2 separate regions of the Pan troglodytes genome follow, and region 2 is linked to region 1. Evidence: chromatin contacts called from public HiChIP or PLAC-seq data. All regions are on one chromosome and are shown on one strand. Each heading gives the region's core, a stretch centred on a gene start, on an enhancer-like site or on the middle of the called end of the contact. The rest is flanking DNA. Distances are from core to core; before and after follow the strand shown. Region 1 holds the start of MTF1 (metal regulatory transcription factor 1). Region 2 holds the start of YRDC (yrdC N6-threonylcarbamoyltransferase domain containing).

Region 1 (6,171 bases), core at 1,942-4,441:
CATTTAACAATGTCTTTAACCTCTACCCACTAGATTCCAGTATCGCCTCCACAGTATGACAACACAAAATGTTTCTAGACATTGCCAAACATCTCCTGAGGGCAAAGCTGCCCACAGTTAAGAAGCACTACTCTAGAAATTTCCAACTATAAACTAACAGTAAGATGTTGCTGATAAAATGTAGACTATATAGTAATTGTAGTACAGTGTCCAGATTAAGAGATAAGAGCCATACTGTATTCAGTGCTAGTTGACTCACACTTATGAGAATGCGCTCAACTGCAGATTTTAAAAGGACTTTGGGGCCGGGCGCGGTGGCTCATGCCTGTAATCCCAGCACTTTGGGAGGCCAAGGCAGGCATATCCCCTGAGGTCAGGAGTTCGAGATCAGCCTGACCAACATGGAGAAACCCTGTCTCTACTAAAAATACAAAATTAGCTGGGTGTGGTAGCGCATGCCCGTAATCCCAGCTACTTGGGAGGCTGAGGCAGGAGAATCGCTTGAACCTGGGAGGCGGAAGTTGCAGTGAGCCGGGATCGCGCCACTGCACTCCAGCCTGGGCAACAACAGCAAAACTCCATCTCAAAAAAAGAAGAAAAAAAGGACCTTGGAAAACTGGAATTCATATAATCAAAGATGACTAGGCTGATGAGAGACTGGGGAAAATGTCACAGAGGGACATTTAAGTAAATGGAGGTGGTTAGCCTGTACAAGAGGATGAAAAATCCATGATCTTCAAATAGCTGATGGACTGTTCTGTGGGAGAAAGTTTACTCAGGAAGGCAGATCTAGAACCAGCGGGCAGCACCTGCAGAAAGGCAGGTTTTGGTTCTATACAAGTAAAAGCTTTCTAACAATCAGAGCTGGCTAACAAATGTATTGGGTTGGGGTATGAAACACTGTGCTCTTGTTGTTCTGGATGTCTTCAAGCAGAAACAAGATTAACTGATGTCAGAGATGCCATAGGGAGATTTCTGCATAGGGTAGGAGGTGGGACAAGATGGTCTCTCTAAGGCTAGCAAAGGAAAAGTGATATGCCATCAATAAGCCATATGCAATTTTAAGACCTCAACCACAGCAAAAAAGATATTCCTTGCTAAATCATTCACCCTATTTCTGTTTGGTAACATCTTAGTCCTTGGTACTGTAACTACTAGTGACTTATTTTTTTCTAATTGACCTGTAATAGTTCCTGGGTGGGCCGGGCATGGTGGTTCATGCCTGTAATCCCAGCACTTTGGAAGGCCAAGGCAGGTGGATCACCAGAGGTCAAGAGTTCGAGACCAGCCTGGCTAACATGGTGAAACCTCATTTCTACTAAAAATTCAAAAAATTAGCTGGGCATGGTGGCGCGTGCCTGTAATCCCAGCTACTCAGGAGGCTGAGGCAGGAGAATTGCTAGAACCCAGGAGGCAGAGGTTGCAGTGAGCCAAGATCACACCACTGCACTCCAGCTCAGGCAACAAGAGTGAAACTCCATCTCAAAAAAAAAAAATAGTTCCTAGATAATGTATATCACTACCTTTAAACCAGAACTTTTATTTTGCTAATAATAACCACTAATATAATTTGTAAAATGCTTTACAGTTTTCAAAACATCCTGACATGCATTAGCTTACTCACATTAGCTAAACATGAAAATGAAAACTTATTTTAGATAACCTGCTCTCATTTACTGTCTCTTGCCTGAATTTCCTTTTTTTTTTTTTTTTTTTTTTTTTTGAGACTGAGTCTCTCTCTCTCATCCAGCCTGGAGTGCAGTGGCACGATCTTGGCTCACTGCCACCTCCACCTCCCAGATTCAAGTAATTCCCCTGCCTCAGCTTCCCAAATAGCTGGGATTACAGGCACCCGCCACTATGCCTGGCTAATTTTTCTATTTTTAGTACAGATGGAGTTTCACCATGTTGGCCAGGGTGCTCTTAACCTCAGGTGATCCACCTGCCTCGGACTCCCAAAGTGCTGGGATTACAGAAAGTGTTGGGATTACAGGCATGAGCCACTGTGCCCAGCCTGAATTTCTTTCTTTCTTTCTTTCTTTCTTTCTTTTTTTTTTTTTTTTTTTAGATGGAGTCTCACTCTATCGCCCAGGCTGGAGTACAGTGGCATGATCTCGGCTCACTGCAACCTCTGCCTCCCGGGTCCAAGTGATTCTCCTGCCTCAGCCTCCTGAGTAGCTGGGATTACAGCCATGTGCCACCAAGCCTGGCTAATTTTTGTATTTTTAGCAGAGACAGGGTTTCACCATGTTGGCCAGGCTGCTCTCGAACTCCTGACCTCAAATGATCCACCCACCTCAGCCTCCCAAAGTGCTGGGATTACAGGCGTGTGCCACTGTGAAATAAAAGTTCATTAAACATTCACTAAGATAATAAAACATATTCCAGCAGATACTCATCTCCAAAACAAATCATTTAAACACAACCAGGAGATAAGCCAAATATAGTTACTTCTTTATCAAATAAGCAAACTCCAGTTATTTCCCTGTAGATAAGCTAAATAGTTATTTTAGCACCAGAAACATGGGTCTACTTAAGTGAAATTTCTGTTTTATTTATGATTTGGGGAAGGAAATTCGAGAAATTACAATTTGATATTCCCAATTCCCAAATTTCAATGTGGCTATACAAACCAAAAGTTCCAGAAGCAATCACAACAAAACCTGAGGCATATGTTGTTGATAGCAAAACTACTTAAGTCCTAACCCCATGCACTCCTTTACTCCCCAGCTAAAATTTGCACCAAGAATTTTGTAAGGACTTGCCCCAAAACCAAACTAGGCCCTCACTGACTGCTTTACTTACTTCTTTACGTTTTGTTTCCGGACATTCCGACTGCAGAGTGAGGGTTGCACCTTCAATATTTCTTGGCATGGGTGTGGAACCAGGGTTTATTGTCAAATGAATCTGATCTGGTGAGATAATGTGCTGCACATAACCCTGGGACATTGCTTCATGATCTATCAGGTGAAAGCCCTCTTCACCCCCTACTAGAAAAGGCAAGTGTTCTCCGCACTGTCCGTCGTCATCTTCATCCTCCAAAGTGCCAGGGTCCTGCTCAATAAGAACAGTGGTCCTATCATAAACAGTTCCAGATGAGGAAGGCACCAGTCCGTTTTTATCCACAAACCTGAGCATTTTATCATCGGGGGTCAGCTCATCTTCCTCTGCCTCAAAGTAGATGATGTTGTTGTCTGGACTGTGTTCCCCCATGGTTCAGTTGTGCTCAGCCCAATTGTGAGAAATGAAAACGTAATGACTTGTCTGCAACAGAACAAAGCCAGAGTTAGAGTCATACCACAAGACCCACGGACCTCCTCAGCAACCACAAGGCTCATTTTCCCTCTCATTTAAAGAGCAAGCCAAAGCAAATGAAAAACCATCCTTGGGAATAATTTTTTTTTATTTTAACTTTAAAACCATCAAGTCATTTTTAAAGAAAAGCAATGCTGACTGGGCGTGGTGGCTCACGCCTGTAATCCCAACACTTTGGGAGGCTGAGATGGGAGGATCGCTTGAGGCCAGGAGTTTGAGATCAGCCTGGTCAACATAGTGAGACCCCCATCTCTAATAAAAAAAAAAAGAAAAAGAAAAAGAAAGAAAAGCAATGCTTTTCAAAAACTGAATAAGTTCATAAGACCTTCTGAATACGCCTGTCAAACAATTTGAAACTTGGTCAAAAATTTAAAGGGGACAAAAGAGCAAACAGAACAGCAGCTGCTGAAAGGCTGACTTGCTACAAATCTTAAGGGAAACTCCATCCACTCAAATATCCTCCAAATCAGACCACGAGGCAGTAAATGGTTTCATGCAGTTTATGAGAAGGAGCAAGGCTTTGGAGGCAGAGTCATCTACCTACAAATCCTGTCTTTGCCTTTTACTACATGGGTAACTTTTCTGTGCCTCATTTTTCTTACGTGCAAGGTGGGACCAGTAATTCCTGTTCTCTCAAAGTTTTTATAAGAAATAAAAGAGGCAACATATGTAAAACACAATGTTTGGTAAATAGTAGAGGAACAAGTATGAATTCCTTCCCCCCTACCTAGAACAGATGTTTCAACCTTCTGGGTGGAAGGGCTATTCCTCAATCAGGCACAAACAACGAAGATCACTGTATCTATTTATGTCCTAAAACAATATGGTGTCAACAAGAAGTTATGGGTCTGTGGTGGGCTCTCGTCCCTGAATCAATTGAGTCTTATTATTTTTGTTTCTACAGCTCCTAGCATAGTACACTGATACTATGATAAGAGTTCAGGAAATGTCAGCTAAATGAATGAAAGACATGGCTACATACTCTCTCGCGAAGATATACTATCTTGGGAAGATACATTCTCTTGAGAAAAATACCACATTTGAAGCTTTCATGTTCTGGAATAGTGATTCTTCCTTCATCTGCAAACACAGGCTCTACAAATGTGGGTTTGGCAGGCAGAACAGAGAATTTTAAAATAATCAGCACATCCCTTTTAGTTTTCAGTCTGGCTTTGCGCTTTATCTTTCTCTTCTGCTCTGGGTTAGAAAGTGAGCCTTTACTTAGTGGGATGGCTAGACAGTTACCAGAGACAGGCCAAAGGATTGGATCCAGGAGGTACCGGCCCGACCCCTAGCTCTGGCTTACGCAACCCCACAGATGTACATTTCGCTGCATCTGAGCAGAGAGAGAAGAGCACCGAGGGCCCCAGTGGGCTGCCCCGGCACCCTCGGCGGCAACGCGGAGACCAACTGTCCGGAACAAACAAGACCAGGAGGTTTGAGGGTAGCCAACGAGGAGTGCGAACAGAGCCCCCTTGAGAGGAGGCTGGGAAAAGGAACCTGTCTGGGATAGCCCCCAGCACAGGGCTACACAGAAAAATCCGAAGACAAGCTGGGGGTCTCCAAGCAAGGAGGAGAGGGGCAGGGTCCGGGTCTCCATGGAAACAGGGAAGGGGGGCTGGATACCCATCCCCATGGAAACGGAGAAGGGGTGGGGTCCCTATGGTGACCAGACTGAGGTCTCTATTGGGAAATGCTTCAGGAGGGAGCCTAAGTCCCGCGCCTCCCGGTAAGTCCCAAGCCCAGGCCGAGTCTAGTTTCGCCTTTTACCTCCGCGGCTCCCGGCAACGGCGGCAGCAGCAGCTTCTCCCCTCCCCAGCGGCACCATGATTGCCCCCACCTTCCCCTAACGTCACTTCCGCTTCCTCTTTCCGGAGGAAGGTGGGGACAGAGGATCCGCCCCTCCCTGGCGCCTGTGGTTGGCTCAGGTTGTCAGGGGGCTGAGCTGCAGCCTCCAATTGGCGAGCGGGGCACCGAGGGGAAGGCGCCCAGGAGGTGGGTTCATCCGCGTGGGGAAGCGCCCGGGGTGGCCACGCGCGGCCCGGAGGGTGTCGCCCTCGCGGCACCGGAGTCAAGGAGAAGGGAACGAATCCCCAAGGAAGAATCCGAAATGTCCTCAGCCAGGTTTGCGCTGACCGCCCTCGCCCTGGCAGCCACAGCCGCAGCGGGAAGGACCACAGTTGGCAGTCAGAACCCTGGCTCCAACCCGCCAGGGGAGCCTGGACGGCCGCGACGTTCCCGGGTTTCTCCTGCCAGGACCCCGGCCTTCCCTTCAGCACCCATCAAAGTTAACACAGGCAGGAGGCCCAGAAAGGAAGACAAGACCCCAAAGGCAGAACTAAGAGTATTCTAAGCCCAGCTGGAGAGGACGCCGCCGCCTCTTCCCCTTCTCACGCGCTTGCCTAGGACCCCCAGCTCCCTTCTCACGCGCTTGCCTAGGACGCCCAGCTCCCTTCTCACACTCTTGCCCAGGCTGGCGGTCCCAACTTTCTTCCCCTGCAAGAGGACGCGGCTACGGCGGGACTCATGCCCGGGCCAGTTAGCGCCACCTACCGGCCACTCCCTTCCTTTCACCGTTCACATTGTCCTGCAGGCCCGTGTCTTAAACCCATTTTACAGTGCCCAGAAGTAGTGGGCATTCGTACCCAGGAAGCGATTCTGCCTTCGTTATGCCCCTGTCCTTTCCAAATGCCTGGAGGATCTAGCTGTTAGATCCTCCCAGCTGCCACTGCCTGTTTTAACCATAAGCTGCTTCTCTCGAATATTCAGAGTGGGACAACTCCAAAGACCAGACCAGGGGTCAAGGGGTTCAGGTCAGTGCCATAACCATTTCTTGCTGGAAGTATGTGAATTGTG
Region 2 (6,428 bases), core at 3,638-6,137, 51 kb before region 1:
GGCCTGTGGCTCTTCAATCTTTATCCAAACCTGGTTCTAGCTTCAGGAGCCTTTGGTCACCTGAGACTTTTTATTTATTAATTTTTATGAGACGGAGTATTGCTATGTTGCCCAGGCTGATTCTGAACTCCTGGGCTCAAGCAGTTCTCCCACCTGGGCCTCCCAGAATGTTGGGATTACAGGCATGAGCCACCACACGCAGCCACCTGAGACTTTTTAAACAGCACCAGCACTTCTGGCTGGTTTGAACCTTAAATGCCACCACCCACCAGAGAGGAGGCTCTCACTAGATTCTAAATCTGTTATTTAATTACTTTTCAATTGAAAAACAAAACAGACAGAAGAAACTTATTAGAATAAGGCCACCTAGGAATGTTCTTAACTTTTCCATTCAGCTTTTGGCTGATATATGAAAATACAAATAAATACATCCTTTCCCCAGGTGCAAGGCTAAACCAGCAGCTCCAAGGGCTTGGTCTACAGTGCTCAGAAAGACACACTGCCTTAAAAGTCAGGCTAGTGCCCTAGCTCCGGTGGCCTCTGCAAATGAGGCCTTGCCAGTCGTCAGTGGACAGACACATAGTATCCAGCACCAGGCCTTGGGCCTTCCAGCTTCCCAGAGTTTCACAGGTAGGACGCATGTGAGGGGAGCAGTCCGTACTTCTGTTGGAGGATGGCTGTGGTACTTTCCAGGGCACTGAGGAGGAAACAGGACAGTTACCAGTCTGACTTCTCAGAAGTCCCGAGCCCACCAGAGGCTGGTGAGCAGGGACATCGAAACTGGCTAGCCTTGTTAAGCCCTGTTCATCAACCCTTGATGAAACCTTTTGAATCCTAAGAAAGCCAGGAAACTTAGTCCCACTGCAACCACCACTTCTCCAAACCTGGCCTACACTCCTTCAGGGCAAGATAGGAGGCACCATCTTTATCTTGTCAAAGCTTTTTTGCATCTCTCCAACCTCCCTCAAATTATTTCCCCACGCCACAGGAAAGAGACTTACCAGCCTGGACGAATGATGCCAAACTTTCCGGGCACAGACAAATCAACCACAGTTGAGCCAAGGCGACACTCGGGGCTCTGGCCATCCCCAATTTGTCCCCCATCAATAACCAAGGACAACTGAGGCCAGAGATCCTGGAACTCCTGAGAAGAGGGAGAAGGAAGAGCATGGACACTATCCCTGGTGTATCCAATAATGTCAAACTGCACGCAGTCATCAAAGGCCATATAGTCTTAAAACAGAAGGCACTTTCCTCTAAGCAGAGAAAGGAGCTTCATTTAGTTAAGGTCAACTGTGCCAAAGACACTGTATTCTATGAGGTTTGGAGGCCTCCTGGGTTAGCACTCCAAGTAACACCTATCTAGGGTTTAAAGAAAATCTTGCTATGTCAAAAGGAAATTTCACACATTGCTTCAGTTAGGGAAATATAAGTACAATGAATGGAGTTCTGGGCAAAGATACGGGCTCTAACTCTGGACTTTCCATCGTATCTCCGTGTGACTGCATGCAAGTTACTCTATCGAGGCCTACAAGACAAGTGGGCTGGACTAGATGATCCTATGTCCTCATTTCATTTGTTCTAATCTATGTAGCCAAGACAGGACTAGGATGATCTTTTCTTTGACCTGGCTTGCCGCAAAGATAAGAGAACAGGGTCAAGAGTCAAAAACTAGGTAAAAAGACCGGGCATGGTGGCTCACGCCTGTAATCTCAGCACTTTGGGAGGCTGGATCTCTTGAGGCCAGGAGTTTGAGACTAGCCTGGTCAACATAGTGAAACCCCGTCTCTACTAAAAATACAAAAATTAGCCGGGCGTGGTGGCACACGCCTGTAATCCCAGCTACTCACTCGGGAGGCTGAGGCAGGAGAACTGTTTGAACCCGGGAGATGGAGGTTGCAGTGAGCTGAGATGGTGCCACTGCACTCCAGCCTGGGAAAGAGAGTGAGACTGTCTCAAACAAAACAAAACAAAAAAAACTAGGTAAAAATCTGGTCACTTAATGGCTGCGTAACCTGGAACAAGTGATTCCAGCTCCTTCTAGCTCTAGAACTATGCTCCTGGATCTCACTGCGACTCTGATCAGGGTAGGAAGAGTAGAACATGGTAGATTCTGCATGCCACCAGCACTCAGTCTTTGGGCTATGAGGAGGATACTCCCCCTAGAACAGTGGACTGAATTGTTAACTGAGCTAGAGCTTCCCCAACCCCCCAATGAAGACACTGCAGTGGCAGTTAGGCCTGGAAATCTGGGACAGGAAATCATAAATACCAGTTACTGTGTTGGACAGGTCAAATGATTGCTGACAAGGTAAAAACCTCCCCTCCCTGTGCCACATCCCGATTCTTGCTCCTGGGGTACAGCCACCAGGACCAAGTCAAACCTGCACTCTGAGAATGGGAAGGGATGCTGAACTCTCACTTTCTTAAGAACCCTGAGCCCCACTCTAGGTCTGGGAATGGAAAACCCATCGAATGGAGTTCTGAGCAGGGATACGGGCTCTAACTCTGGACTTTCCATCATATCTCTATGTGACTGCACCCAAGTTACTCTATCCAGGCTTATTAGCTGGATGTAATAAGCCCAAGGAAGGCCCAAGGCCTGATGCTGGATACTATGTGTGATACTATGTGTCTGGCCGAGTCTGGGGACACAATGTAGCTTATTACTACATTTTACATCTTAGTAATAAGAAAAAAACGAAATTTCTATGTGTCCTCCTTTGTTCTAATCTATGTAGCCAAGAAAGGATTAGGATGATCCTTTCTTTGATCTGGCTTGTGGCAGAGATAAGAGAACAGGGGCGAGAATCAAAAACTGGTTAAAAATCTGAGTCAGTCACTTAATGGCTGTGTGACCTGGAACAAGTGATATAACTTTCTGGAGGCTAAACTTCATCTTCTTTTTTTTTTTTTTTTTAAGAGACAGAGTCTCGCTCTAGAGCCCTGCCTGGAGTACAGTGGCACAATCTGAGCTCACTGTAACCTCTGCCTCCCAGGTTCAAGTGATTCTCCTGCCTCAGCCTCCCAAGTAGCTGGGATTACAGGCATGCGCCACCATGTCTGGCTAATCTTTGTATTTTTTATTAGAGATGGAGTTTTGCCATGTTAGCCAGGCTGGTCTCAAACTCCTGACCTCATATGATCCACCTGCCTGGGCCTCCCAAAGTGCTGGGGTCACAGGCATGAGCCACTGCCCTTGGCCTTCTTCATCTTTCTTTACAGCACTGTCGTGAAGATTTATAGCCTAACTGTGTTCTCCAGAAACTGTTATCTCCAGAAAAACAGGAAGACATTGTTCTTATCATAATCTTTCCTATTATTATAAAGACAGAAGAAAACACCAATTCTCCCCCTGGCTTTTCAGACTTTGAGATAAAATCTTTCAAATTTTTTAAATTTATATTGCCCCCCACCACCTCCCTGCCAGCTGGGCAACCTTCCCACTGTTGGCCCAAGAACTCTCACGCCTGGCCATCCCAGTGTACTATCAATGCCACTGATTCACAGAAAACAGTATGTGCGCTGGTGACATTTCCAGGGGAAGGACTGGGTAAACTCACCTCGACATTCAGAGAACTGGCCTGGGAGCTGAGGTTGGCACTAGTGAGAGCAAGCGGACCCTCAAACATCTGAGCCAAGTCTTGCATAAAGGCATGATCAGGAATCCGAATGCCTACAAGCTGTAAGGCAAGGGGAAAGGGATCATGAGAAAGGTTGGAAGGGGTAAGAGGGTAAGTCTTATCTGGATCCTAGTGAAAGCCAAGTGGCCTGGAGTCTGGGGACACAAGAGAAAACTTGACTCACAGGCGTAAAAGGGTTTAGGTCCTTGTTGAGCTCCTCCGAGCGTTCCATCACCAGGGTCACTGGTCCTGGCAGTAGGTCTTTCAGGAGCCCCTCAGGTACTCTCACACGGCAGTATCTGGGAAACACAGAAGAATAAATCCATTCAAAATTGAAGGGCCACTGGTGGTCCTTTCCTAGACTCTAGGCAGACGAAGGAAAGGAATCCTTCGAGCTTACAATGGGAGCCGCCTGTCTCCCTGCTTCACCTCCCTAAGAGCTTGAGCAGAAAGCAGGGCTCCAAAGGCGCACCCCTGGCTTCACGCCCATGTGCCTCTGGTCTCAGGGACTACAACAGCTGCACCGCTGTGATATCATGATAGTGGGATCAAGCTCCACGTTTTATTTTCTTCAAGGCATTCGCTATTAAGTTAAGCTACTGTGTTTGTTTGCTTTTTTCCCGGGGGCCTCCCCAATTAGCACAAATACGCCAAGGGAACAGGGTCCCTGCCTTTCTCGTGTGTTGCTGCTTCCCAGCAGCATGTAGTTCAGGGCCCGGGGCACGTTAAGTCCTCGGTACATACTTCCAGTTCCGGATTCCTTGGTGAGCCTGGACAAGCCCCTCCCGCTCTCTGCGCCTCAGTCTCCCAAGCCTGTCACCGGAAACCCCTCCCGCGGTGCCGCCCCCAGCGGGGCCGGGTCGGGGCGGCCTTACCTGTAGACGTCGGCCACGCGGCCGAGGCATACGGCCAGAGGCTTGGCCTCGCTGCGACCCTTGAGGCGGTACACAGCGCGCAGAGCCGCCGAGCAGCTCGCCGCGCAGGCCAGGCCGTACAGCGTATCGGTGGGGACGGCCACCACGGCGCCGGCGCGCAGCTCGGCCACGGCGGCCCGCAGCGCCTCGGTCCAGCCGGCGCGCTCCGGGCTCGCGGCCTGCACGGCCCCGCTCCCCGGGAGCCGCAACAGCCGGGCGCCGGGGGCCGCCGGAGCGGGACTTGGCGGGCGGAAGAGGCGGCCGCTCCGGGAGCCAGCAGGCCCCTCGCTCAACCCCACGCTGGCAGCCACCGCGGCCCTCATCCCCCTGCACCGACGCGCCGGAGACATCCGCCCAGGCCCGCTTCCGGGAGGAAGTGACGCCCCCAGCCAGCTTCCGGTCCAGGAGACTCGGCCCCACCTCTGCGCCGGGCAGCTTAAAGGGACCACGACCCCCAGGAGGATTGAAGGAGACCGGTGGGGACGGGGCGGGGCGCAGCCTTGCGAAGCCCTAACGCAGCGCTGGGGAGGGGGGCGGCCGAAAGGGGGGCGGTGGTCGGGCCGCGCAAGCGGAGATGGAATGGGGCCCGGGCTCAGACTGGTCACGGGGGTGAGAGGGGGCCCGTCGGGGCGGGGGGAAGGGGCTTGGCCCCGCGCAAGCGCCGGCCCTGACCGTCTGTCTCTCGCTTTCTCCCGGGCAGGGAGGCTGCCGGCGTGGACCGCGGGAAGGCGGGGCTGGGGCTCGGCGGGAGGCCACCCCCGCAGCCGCCCCGGGAGGAGCGCGCCCAGCAGCTGCTGGACGCGGTGGAGCAGCGGCAGCGGCAGCTCCTGGACACCATCGCAGCCTGCGAGGAGATGTTACGGCAGCTGGGCCGCCGGCGCCCGGAGCCGGCTGGTGGCGGGGTTAGTGCCCACCCTGGGCTGGGCTGGGGTGGGGTGGGGTCTGCCCCACTGGCTAGGCTGGCCAAGCCCTAGCTTACCCTGGAGGGGGGAAGTATGTCTCCGCCGCTTTATCCCTAACCTCCTTTGATCTGGTGAGAGGTTTCGAAAAAGTTAATACTATCCAAATGCCAAATGGCCACATCCTTGTGGGGCCTAATCCAAGGCCTTGCCTCCCAGCCTCACTTTTTTCCTTTCTGTTCCAACTAGAACGTCTCAGCCAAACCTGGAGCGCCCCCCCAGCCGGCTGTCTCCGCCAGAGGCGGCTTTCCGAAGGATGCTGGCGATGGAGCTGCGGAGCCCTGACCATCCCCGAGCAGAATACCCTGACTTCTCTCCCTCCCCAGGGCCGGTGGCTGGACTCTGAACAACTCCCTTCAGTAAAGGGGCCAGTCTTCACTGGCAGTGGCTGGTACTTGGCTCTCAGCCTGGAGTGGCAGCTCTGCTAGCAGCTGGGTTCACTCCCACTTCATCCTGGCTGAAAGCAGTGCTGTGCTTTGAAATGCAGCCAATGAATACCCAGTCTGATTACCCAGATTTGGGCAGACCAGCAGTGCTCGCCAGAGTGGTCTGGCCTGCTATGGGGGATCCAGGTGGTGTTACATGTCCATTTCATGTTTTGGGGGCTTTTAGCCCCACAAAACACCTTCAGCAGAGCCTTGATTAAAAGGAAACCTGCAGACTCTCCTGGTGACCGACGTTTCCTTTCTGTCCCCTCTCCAAGACTGATGGCTGGGAAGGGGGGAGTGGTGGAAAAATGTCAACTATGGGCAGGGTTGGTAAGAAATGCCACAGATACTACCAGATTTAAATAAGCATTTAATTAGGATTTCATTAGTATTTAATATTGCTTTTTCAATTCCAAAAAGTTAAATTTTCACTTTTTAGCAGATATTTTAAAGTACAATATTAAGTTTATACAAAATGAGCAATTAAGCAAACACCATTATTTC

What was found. HiChIP or PLAC-seq counts read pairs in DNA pulled down with a chosen protein or histone mark.
Region 2: a contact with region 1 is called in an H3K4me3 HiChIP or PLAC-seq map of stem cell-derived excitatory neurons, with 3 times the contacts expected there. The contact joins the promoter of YRDC here to the promoter of MTF1 in region 1. A contact is called at or near these places in 1 of 7 Hi-C or Micro-C datasets (stem cell-derived neural progenitor cells), 1 of 1 datasets of contacts at active chromatin or transcription factors (stem cell-derived excitatory neurons) and 1 of 1 other capture datasets (stem cell-derived neural stem cells).

Annotation. Positions count from the first base shown.
Region 1 is chr1:193,129,653-193,135,823 of NHGRI_mPanTro3-v2.0_pri, reverse strand. MTF1 (metal regulatory transcription factor 1) reads right to left here and starts at 3,191. Exons shown (of 10, transcript NM_001280131.1): 1 at 2,806-3,191. The coding sequence starts at 3,138.
Region 2 is chr1:193,181,747-193,188,174 of NHGRI_mPanTro3-v2.0_pri, reverse strand. It overlaps YRDC (yrdC N6-threonylcarbamoyltransferase domain containing), which reads right to left and starts at 4,887. Exons shown (of 5, transcript XM_513328.8): 1 at 4,499-4,887; 2 at 3,808-3,922; 3 at 3,564-3,683; 4 at 1,002-1,144; 5 at 1-697. The coding sequence starts at 4,887. The coding sequence ends at 625. It overlaps C1H1orf122 (chromosome 1 C1orf122 homolog), which reads left to right and starts at 4,880. Exons shown (of 3, transcript XM_003307988.5): 1 at 4,880-5,013; 2 at 5,238-5,439; 3 at 5,686-6,162. The coding sequence starts at 5,392. The coding sequence ends at 5,781.